3 separate regions of the Mus musculus genome follow, and all the other regions are linked to region 3. The links are chromatin contacts, called in public Hi-C and Micro-C maps. All regions are on one chromosome and are shown on one strand. The core of a region is the stretch at or near the end of the contact, and the rest is flanking DNA. Distances in the headings are between cores, read along the strand shown.

The links. Hi-C and Micro-C count contacts between places; a contact is called where the count stands out from the background.
Region 1: a contact with region 3 is called in a Micro-C map of the HL-1 cell line, with 2.0 times the contacts expected there. The contact joins two enhancer-like sites. A contact is called at or near these places in 1 of 484 Hi-C or Micro-C datasets (the HL-1 cell line), 13 of 115 datasets of contacts at active chromatin or transcription factors (CD8 T cells, bone marrow-derived macrophages, craniofacial prominence and 9 more) and 1 of 9 other capture datasets (embryonic stem cells).
Region 2: a Hi-C map of muscle stem cells shows a contact between it and region 3, with 2.5 times the contacts expected there. The contact joins two enhancer-like sites. A contact is called at or near these places in 6 of 484 Hi-C or Micro-C datasets (the 63-12 cell line, Sertoli cells, embryonic stem cells and 3 more), 5 of 115 datasets of contacts at active chromatin or transcription factors (embryonic stem cells, large pre-B cells and stem cell-derived neural progenitor cells) and 1 of 9 other capture datasets (embryonic stem cells).

Annotation. Positions count from the first base shown.
Region 1 is chr15:36,959,713-36,962,412 of GRCm38.p6, reverse strand. All of the region lies in intron 7 of Gm34590 (a long non-coding RNA gene), which reads right to left. Among named protein-coding and RNA genes, the nearest start is that of Gm34590, 23 kb to the right of the region's middle. Within about 2 kb of position 1,437, at least 136 of the 459 cell types and tissues checked have an H3K27ac peak or open chromatin away from gene starts, as enhancers often do. A contact at or near this core is called in the HL-1 cell line, where this site is marked.
Region 2 is chr15:36,941,231-36,943,930 of GRCm38.p6, reverse strand. It overlaps Gm34590 (a long non-coding RNA gene), which reads right to left. Exons shown (of 8, transcript XR_875167.3): 3 at 1,127-1,267. Among named protein-coding and RNA genes, the nearest start is that of Gm34590, 4.6 kb to the right of the region's middle. Within about 2 kb of position 1,415, at least 43 of the 459 cell types and tissues checked have an H3K27ac peak or open chromatin away from gene starts, as enhancers often do. A contact at or near this core is called in muscle stem cells, where this site is marked.
Region 3 is chr15:36,761,076-36,763,775 of GRCm38.p6, reverse strand. No RefSeq gene overlaps it. Among named protein-coding and RNA genes, the nearest start is that of Ywhaz, 32 kb to the left of the region's middle. Within about 2 kb of position 1,440, at least 63 of the 459 cell types and tissues checked have an H3K27ac peak or open chromatin away from gene starts, as enhancers often do. A contact at or near this core is called in the HL-1 cell line and muscle stem cells, where this site is marked.

The DNA of each region.
Region 1 (2,700 bases), core at 188-2,687, 200 kb before region 3:
TTTTTGATCCCAGTTGTTAACAATGAATTCTATCCCAGGTGGTTCCTGTCAGACCTTCTGTGTTTGTATTCCTCTGTTTTGTGTAAGAATCCAGTAACCTCTTTGTACCTTGCTGGTGTATCACCCAACTTCCCTATTTTCTTCTGTATAAAAAGTTTGATGCTCGATTTGACAAATTACATTCAGATTCTACACAACCTCTCCTGTGTGCATCAGTCTGTGACGCTTTGCCCACCTGCGACTAGAGACCCGTTCCACGCAGACAAAGGGGCCCAGAGGGTCTGCGGCAGAATGGGAAGGACCCAGCTTTAGAAACAGGCAGGTAAACAGGGTGGTTGCAGACAGTGAAAGGCTCTCCTCTGCCTGAGGTTTACTTTCTTTAAAGGACAAAAACAAAGCATCTGTTTAGTGTATGTGTGTCTATTGTGTGTGTGTCTGTGTGTGTGTCGTTTGTATGTATGTGTCTGTGACTCTCTGTGTGTGTAGAGGTCAGAGGACAGCTTGGGGAAGTCAGTTCTCTTTCCACCATGTAGGTCCCAGGGCATCAAATTCAGACTGTCAAGCTTGACAGCAACTATCTTTACTCACTGAGCCATCACAGTATCCCCAAGGCTGACTACCTCATCTATAAATGGTAAAGAAGCACCGACCTGTTGGGTCTGGGGTCTAAATGCATGGAAGCTCTCAACTGTGCAGGGCACACAGCAAGCACGTCATATACATTAGCTCTTACCAATTACTGGTTGTTCTGTAGAAAGGAATGCTAAGCCTTGACAGTTCTCTGTAATGACGGCTTGCTTGTCAAAGTGTCCCAAGACATTGGTAAATGGCTCTGTTCTGCTCACTCGTACCCGCTCATCTCACCTCCCACCCCAACTCCTATAAAGGCAATGGAAATATCTTCAACATCGATGGAGACTTGAGTCCAGCATGATACTAAAGAGAAGCATCAGCCGGGCGTGGTGGCGCACGCCTTTAATCCCAGCACTCGGGAGGCAGAGGCAGGTGGATTTCTGAGTTCGAGGCCAGCCTGGTCTACAAAGTGAGTTCCAGGACAGCCAGGGCTACACAGAGAAACCCTGTCTCGAAAAACCAAAAAAAAAAAAAAAAAAAAAAAAGAGAGAGAGAGAGAGAGAAGCATCTTTCACGGCTCTTGTGACTTCTTCATCCTTTCTGGATACCTCCCACAATGGCTATCTTAGTTGGCCAGTGAACATGTTGACAAGGGCCTTCCTGTATCTGGATGGAGAGGACGCTCTGGCCTACTTGGGACTAGCTGAGGCCACTGATCCCTTGCAGACTGTTAGTGGGTGATGAGTTAACCAGAGAAAGAAGCCAGACACCTCTATATCTGTTGCCTTCCTGGGACTGGGTGCAGCCCTGCATCTGACAGCAGGTTTGTGCCTCTCCAGAAGGATGAAAGTGCTGACCTTTGAGGACTCAGATGGCTCTCCCACGCCGTTTCCTCTGCTGGGCATGCAAGAGAGTCTCCGGTTTGTAGCCAAAGCAAATATAGATCCCAAATTATTTCAGGAATTAACATTTACTTCAGATCAAAGTCCAGAATGTGCATTCTCTGATGGATGTGTGTGTGTGTGTGTGTGTGTGTGTGTGTGTGTGTGTGTGTGCAAATGAACACCCAAGTCCACATACCTACATTTGTGCTATTGAGAGAAGACTAGCAATAGCACTGGTTTCACAACAGCGTTGGCTTCTGCGCAGCTCTCACAGATAGGTTAATTTTATGTATTCATGTTTCTTGTCTGGCCTCCAAAGGCAACATAAGCAGAATGGTGCGGAGGTAAGTGGTGAATCAGGGCTTAATTACAGGGACCTTTGTCCAACTGACATGCCGATAACTGGCCCCAGGGATGATTCAGCAGTAAACTTGCCACCGTTCTAGAGAAAGCCCTAGCTAGGATGACGTCATGCCTCGCCACACCCACCGTTTCTGTTTGCCTCTCCCCAGAGCCCCAGTCCCATCTGTGGAACTCAGAGTGCCATCTGCATTGTGAAGAATATGCGTTTTATTACTGAAATAGCATCCCCGTGTCCAACGGTGGCCCTCTAGCACTTCACATTTCATAGCGCCCTAGAAAAGAAAGAAATCCTAGCCCTCGGGAAAGATTCCGCAGCACATCGTGAGCTCTGTCTGCAGCCGCCTGGATCAGGGACTGGATATTTAATCTTTGTACTCCATGGGTATTTATACTTTGAAGCAAAGGGATTGGTTTAACTTAATCCCTGGAAATTGAGGTGTGTGGCTAGACTTGCTACAAAGAAAGCATTGCAGAGTGTGAAGAGAAATGGGTGTGAGCCAGTCCACGCATCTGGTTGTGCAGGGCCCACACATGCTTTGGGTGGTCTAGTTCTCCCTTTCTCCCTTTTTTTTCCTGAGCAATAAAACCAGACAAGCATTTCTGAGAGGCACCTTTATCTTCATCTACTAATTTTAGGTTTTTTTTTTGTTTTGTTTTGTTTTGTTTTGTTTTTGCTATGCCTGAAGAGAGACATTGTTCGTTTTATTTCAGTTATCCATTTTGAAGAGCAGTGGATAGAGCTGAGGTCCGCAGAGCTGGCTAAAAAAGGAAACCCAAACTGTTAATCTCACCTTTCTCTTCTGCCTCTTGATGTCATGATGTAGGGAACTCTTGCAGCCAGTTTGCAAAGAAGAAAAAGGGCAAAAAGGGCAGAAGTTTG
Region 2 (2,700 bases), core at 166-2,665, 180 kb before region 3:
CAGCCCAGCTTTTCAAAGCTCCACAGTACGGAGCTTTTGATTAGGGCAGAGAGAGCAGGCCCAGGAGGCCCAAGCTCAGCAGCAAATGTGGGTTTGAAGTGTTATTCTCGGCTCGCTGGGCCAGTGTCTCCGTTGTTCTCACTGCCTGGAGCAGACCTTTATAAAAGGGTAACTCTCTCTGTGCCAGAGCTTCTGTCTGGTTAGACCATGAGATTCTGGAATGTAAAAGAGGGCATCAGACCAGCCAACAAAAGTCCCTCAAGACGGGGCTGCAGAACAGGCCTGGCCCTGGGCGTGGGTCTCCTTCATTACTGCCGCTGTGCTGCCGGCTGCAATCAGCCTCCTGGAAGACGCTAACGAGCTCCCAGTCTGCAGCAGATGGTAGAAGGCTAGTGTTTGATTTTTCTTGTTCCACAAAAAAAAAAAAAAAGTGCTAACCAAGACACTCCTTTATTGTGCTTGATTTCAACAAAGCCATATATGAATTTTAACCCTTTTTAATCTGACCTCCCTCAGATCACACATCCAAGGAGCAACAGCCTCTTAGAACCCAGGGAGAAACTGCTCCCCGACATCTTTCTTTCTTCTGCTCTTCTGTGCTTTTTAATTTTTTTTCCCCTTTAGCTCACAGAAATCTCGATTTTTTTTTTTTTCTGAGCCTAGAGGAGCTGACTGAGGACCCAGTAGGTGTGGATTTCATTTTCTTCCTGAGACAAGCAGCGGTTACTAGGCTTTAGTTAATTTTACTCTCCCTTGAGACAGATCCACTGCCTTAACATACGCGCGCGCGCACACACACACTCGTACTCGCGTGCTAAAGCACACGTAAACTGCCCTAACACACCACACTCACACGTGAACTTATGAAGTAAATAGCTGCGGTCTGTCAAATCCCTTCCACGCAGGCACCCTGCGGAGCAGCGCCCTGACATTACTTTAACTCTCTTACTTCCTTCACCTTAACTGTCTCTGAAGTTAGGTGCTGCGAGCGTGCGACTAGCCCATTTCATAGAAAGGGAACTGAAGCTAACACATTTACCCAAGATCAAAGCGGCCAGGAAGGGACAGAACCCAAAGCCATTCCCAAGACAGAGCTTTGAGGTAGGTAGCCTTCTCTCTCTCTTACCCTCATGAATGGTGGCTGCCTGGATGAAGTCTCCAGGTTTCAGGCATTTGTCCTGACTTCAGATTCTTGTTTGGGGGTGAGATGTTGAGAGAGTCCCTTGTATAAAGAACCTTGAGCAATCTTAGGAGATGTTGTTCTAAACTTGGAGAGGGAAGAAAGAATCAACATCACATTCTGCCTAGAAAACCGCCTGAAGATGCCATGGCTTAAACCAGAAGCCATTGCTGCTCTCAGCTCTGTGAGCCAGGGCTTTGGGCAGTGTTCAGCCAGACAGTGAGGGTCAGGATGGCTCCAAGTGAGATGGCCAGACTGGCCAGATCTCAGAGCTCATTAGCTCAGTGCTTGGCACTGCTCATTGCCTCTGCCAAGATCAAAAACAGAAACTGCATCTTTCTGTCTCACTGAGACCCATCCAGTCGAAGGGCCTGCCTGAATTCAAGGGACGTGGAACAAATTTCCTTTGAAAGACTCAACAGCCCCTTGTATGTAAATATCTTTGCCAATCTACCTCGTGTGGTGTCTTGGTAGTGGCAGATAGCCAAGTGTTGGGCTAAAGTTACAGAAAATCCCACCATGGCCACTTGGGCTGAAAGGGAAAAGATTCCCCTAGAGATCACATTTCCCTCATTCTCTCATCCCTACTAGTAACAGGAGAAGTTATTTGTGGGACATGGACTGGCACCACTTGTCTGTTCCTTCAGATGGTGACAGTCTAGTGGTTCCCTGATCAATTGAGTCTAGTACAGGTGAGACACCCTCCCTTAACACAAGCAATCTACACATACCGTCTGCCAAGACAGACTGTGGGTAAGAGGAAGGGGCAGGGGGTGCCTGTCCCTTAGAGCACTTGGAGGCAATGTGACAGACATCGCAGTGATTGCCAAGCGAGGAAGGCAAAACTGACCTCATCTGCCAAGCACAACCAGCTCTGTGTGCCTCTAACAACGACAGAGCCAGTCAGTCCCTCATCAGAAAAACCCATCGAGAACTGTAAGGAGTTGGGGCCTTTTTAACTAGCAGGGCATGTTCAGTCATCTTATACAACACACTCAAGGTTAAACACAGGAAGGTGTGCTGGTGTCCTACTTAAGGTGTCTATTGCTGTGATGAGACACCAAGACCAAAAGCAACTTGGGGAGTGTGGTTTGAAAGAAATGGGCCCCATAGACTCAGCTGTTTGAATGCTTGGCCATAGGGAGTGGCACTATTAGGAGGTGTGGCTTGTTGGAGTAGGTGTGACCTTGTTGGAGGAAGGTGTCACTGGAGGGGCAGGCTTTGAGGTCTCTTGTACTTAAGCTACATCCAGTGTGGTACGCAGTGTCCTTCTGCTGCCTGTGGATCAAGATGTAGAACTCTCAGCTCCTTCTCCAGCACCATGTATGCCTGCATGCTGCCATGCTTCCTGCCATGATGATAATGGACTAAACTTCTGAACTGTAAGCCAGCCCCAATTAAATGTCCTTTGCAAGAGTTGCTGAGGTCCTAGTGTTTCTTCACAGTGATGAAACCCAAACTAAGACTAGGACGATAGGGTTTATTTGGCATATGCTTACAAATCACTTTCACCATGGAAA
Region 3 (2,700 bases), core at 191-2,690:
TGCTATGTAGTCCAGGTGGCCTTTCAACTCTAGATCCTCAGCCTCAGCCCCCTAACTGCTGGGATCACAGACCGCTTTGCCAGGCCATGTTTAGCTCATGACTGTCTCTGGCTGTTCCTTTAGTCATCATAAATTTACTAAACTATAGTTCATACAACAGTCTTAAGAGGGCAGGCCCATGGCTCAGGAAGGGATGAGCAGACAGACTGTTTCTTACAGTTCTTAGGGAGAGGTAGAACCCACCCTGGTGAGGGACTCAGAAACATGTGAGCACCCAGTGGCTGTATGAGTGGGAAGGCAGTGCTGGCATTGGGGTCAGGGGTCAGACATGCTAACTTGCCTTTGAAGTGCATTTTCAAGGATAGCCCCGAGTCAAGTAGAAATACACGGCACTAAATGAAGTTACCAAGGTGCCCTGGGATGACTGGCCATTTCTCCAGAGGTGATCTGGCTGTCAGGAGAAGTCAGGCTAACGTCAGGACCAGAGAAGATGCAGTGTGTTAAGGCTCCCTGCTCCACCCCAGGTGCAGAGTCACACCCATAGTCCTCTTTACCATGACCCTTAGTCATCTCAGTTGCTAAAACAAAATATCATAGAGCTGGGCAGTGGTGGCGCATGCCTTTAATCCCAGCACTTGGGAGGCAGAGGCAGGCGGATTTCTGAGTTCGAGGCCAGCCTGGTCTATAAAGTGAGTTCCAGGACAGCCAGGGCTACACAGAAAAACCCTGTCTCGAAAAAACAAAAAAAAAAAAAAACAAAAAACAAAACAACAAAATATCATAGATGGTGTGGCTTAAAGAACAAACAGTTCTCAAGTAGTGAACTGACAGATTCAGATGTGGTCAGTTTTCCTGGCTTGTAGATAGATGCCTTGCCTCCCTGGGTCCTCACCCAGGGTTGGGAGACTTTCAATTTCAGTTTTTCCCTTATAAGGACATTAATCTTATCATGGGGCCCCACCCTCATGACTTCATTCATTTCTAATGACAAATGTTCCATCTCTGAGTATCATGGCACTACTGCATGGGCACATTGGCAGTTGATGCCCCCGTTACGTAGCGAGAAGCATGCCTGGAGAGGGGGCATGCTTGCCCAAGCCATGCCACTGAAAACTGACCAAGCAGGAATTGGGTCTGAACTCCAATAGGCCAATGCTCATGATCTCTTAACCACTGCTGGAAGGATTACAAACATTGGGCTCACGGCAGGCACAGAAAATGTTTTTCTATCCCCAAACAGAGGAACAGGGAACTGAGAGCCAAAAGTAACCTTGAAGGTCACCCAAGTCTAGATCAAAGAAAGCTGAGGTCTGGAGCTGCCCCCAGCCAAAGCAGAGCTGGGAAGAAAAGCTCTAGGCCCTGACTCTTGCCTGGGGTACTTGCCCCACCCCAGGCCAGGCTAGCTCTCGCCATGATGAGTCTCCACACTCTGTTTTAATGATTCATCCTCTTGCTGCCAGCAGTGTGTGTCACTGCCCACAACCAGCTCACACCCCCGGCTCGTCCCACTCGGAGACACCAAAATGACAAAACCAGCTGATTTTATAGCCCTGTTTTTATCATTTTAATATTAGGAAGGAGTCTGCTTAGCTGTTAGAATGGGTAAATTGGGATCGAGCTGACACTCGCACCATCCTTGATCACTCTGGGACCAGTTCCGGAAAGACTCTAAGCTAGGAAGATTCCGTGTCAGGGGAAGGGAAAGACCTGCTTGGTGCCTGCTGCCCTTAAGTATGGAGTCAGATGGCTCTGTGAATTCAAAACAAAACTAATCCTTGATACCATTTTTCTTCCCCGAACCTCAGATTTCTTATTGGTAAATTAGGAATGAGCTGTGGTGAAGACTAAGCAGTTCAATAAACAGAAGTGAAGCTTGCAGACAGGCACTGCGACCTATGTTCTCCAGGCTCTGATGACTCCAGGAGATGACTGGCCAGCACCAAAACTAAACCATGTAAGGAGCAAGGGCCTTGACCTTGGTGATGGAAGTACTTTGACACAAAGATGATGTTGGGTTTGACCAACCATGTCAGGCACTGAGGCTAATAGGCATGCCCAGGGAGACTGACACAGAGGTGGAGACCCATCTTGTACTGGCCCTGCCTGGCCACCGAGGGTCTCCCTGACCCAGCTGCCTTTTAACTTTCACTTCCCATTTAGAAATCAGATGCCTTGGTGGGGCAGGAAAACAGAACCTCTCACCCAGGAGACATGTTGGAGCTGGAGCCTGGCCCCCATCACTTGAACAACAGACAGTGCGGCCAAGGGAATTTACTGCACCTATCCTTAGCTGTAAAATGCAAAGGGTCATGGCCTCTATCTTGAGGGGAAATGTAGAATCTGACTAATATAATATAGCGAATCAACCCTAAGATGTATTGGCTGAGAACACACCACTCACTGTGTCTCAGAGTTGTGTGCCCAGGAATGTTTGTGAGGCTCTTGGGAGAACTGGCTCCATCCCTCACCTGGGCAGTAGAGTGTGTAGTTTTTGTTACCCTGCCGTAAGCTTCAGGAACAGGCTGCAGGCTGCGCTACCAGCCCCTATGCACACACACACACCAGTTAATCTCAAAATGCCTTTGCTAACTCAATGACTGGGTACTGCTAAACATCCCCTGCCACTCTGGCATAATCAGATACAGTGACCATTGACTCACATGGCTGGTTGGCTTTATCTCCTTTAACTCCCTCTCTCCT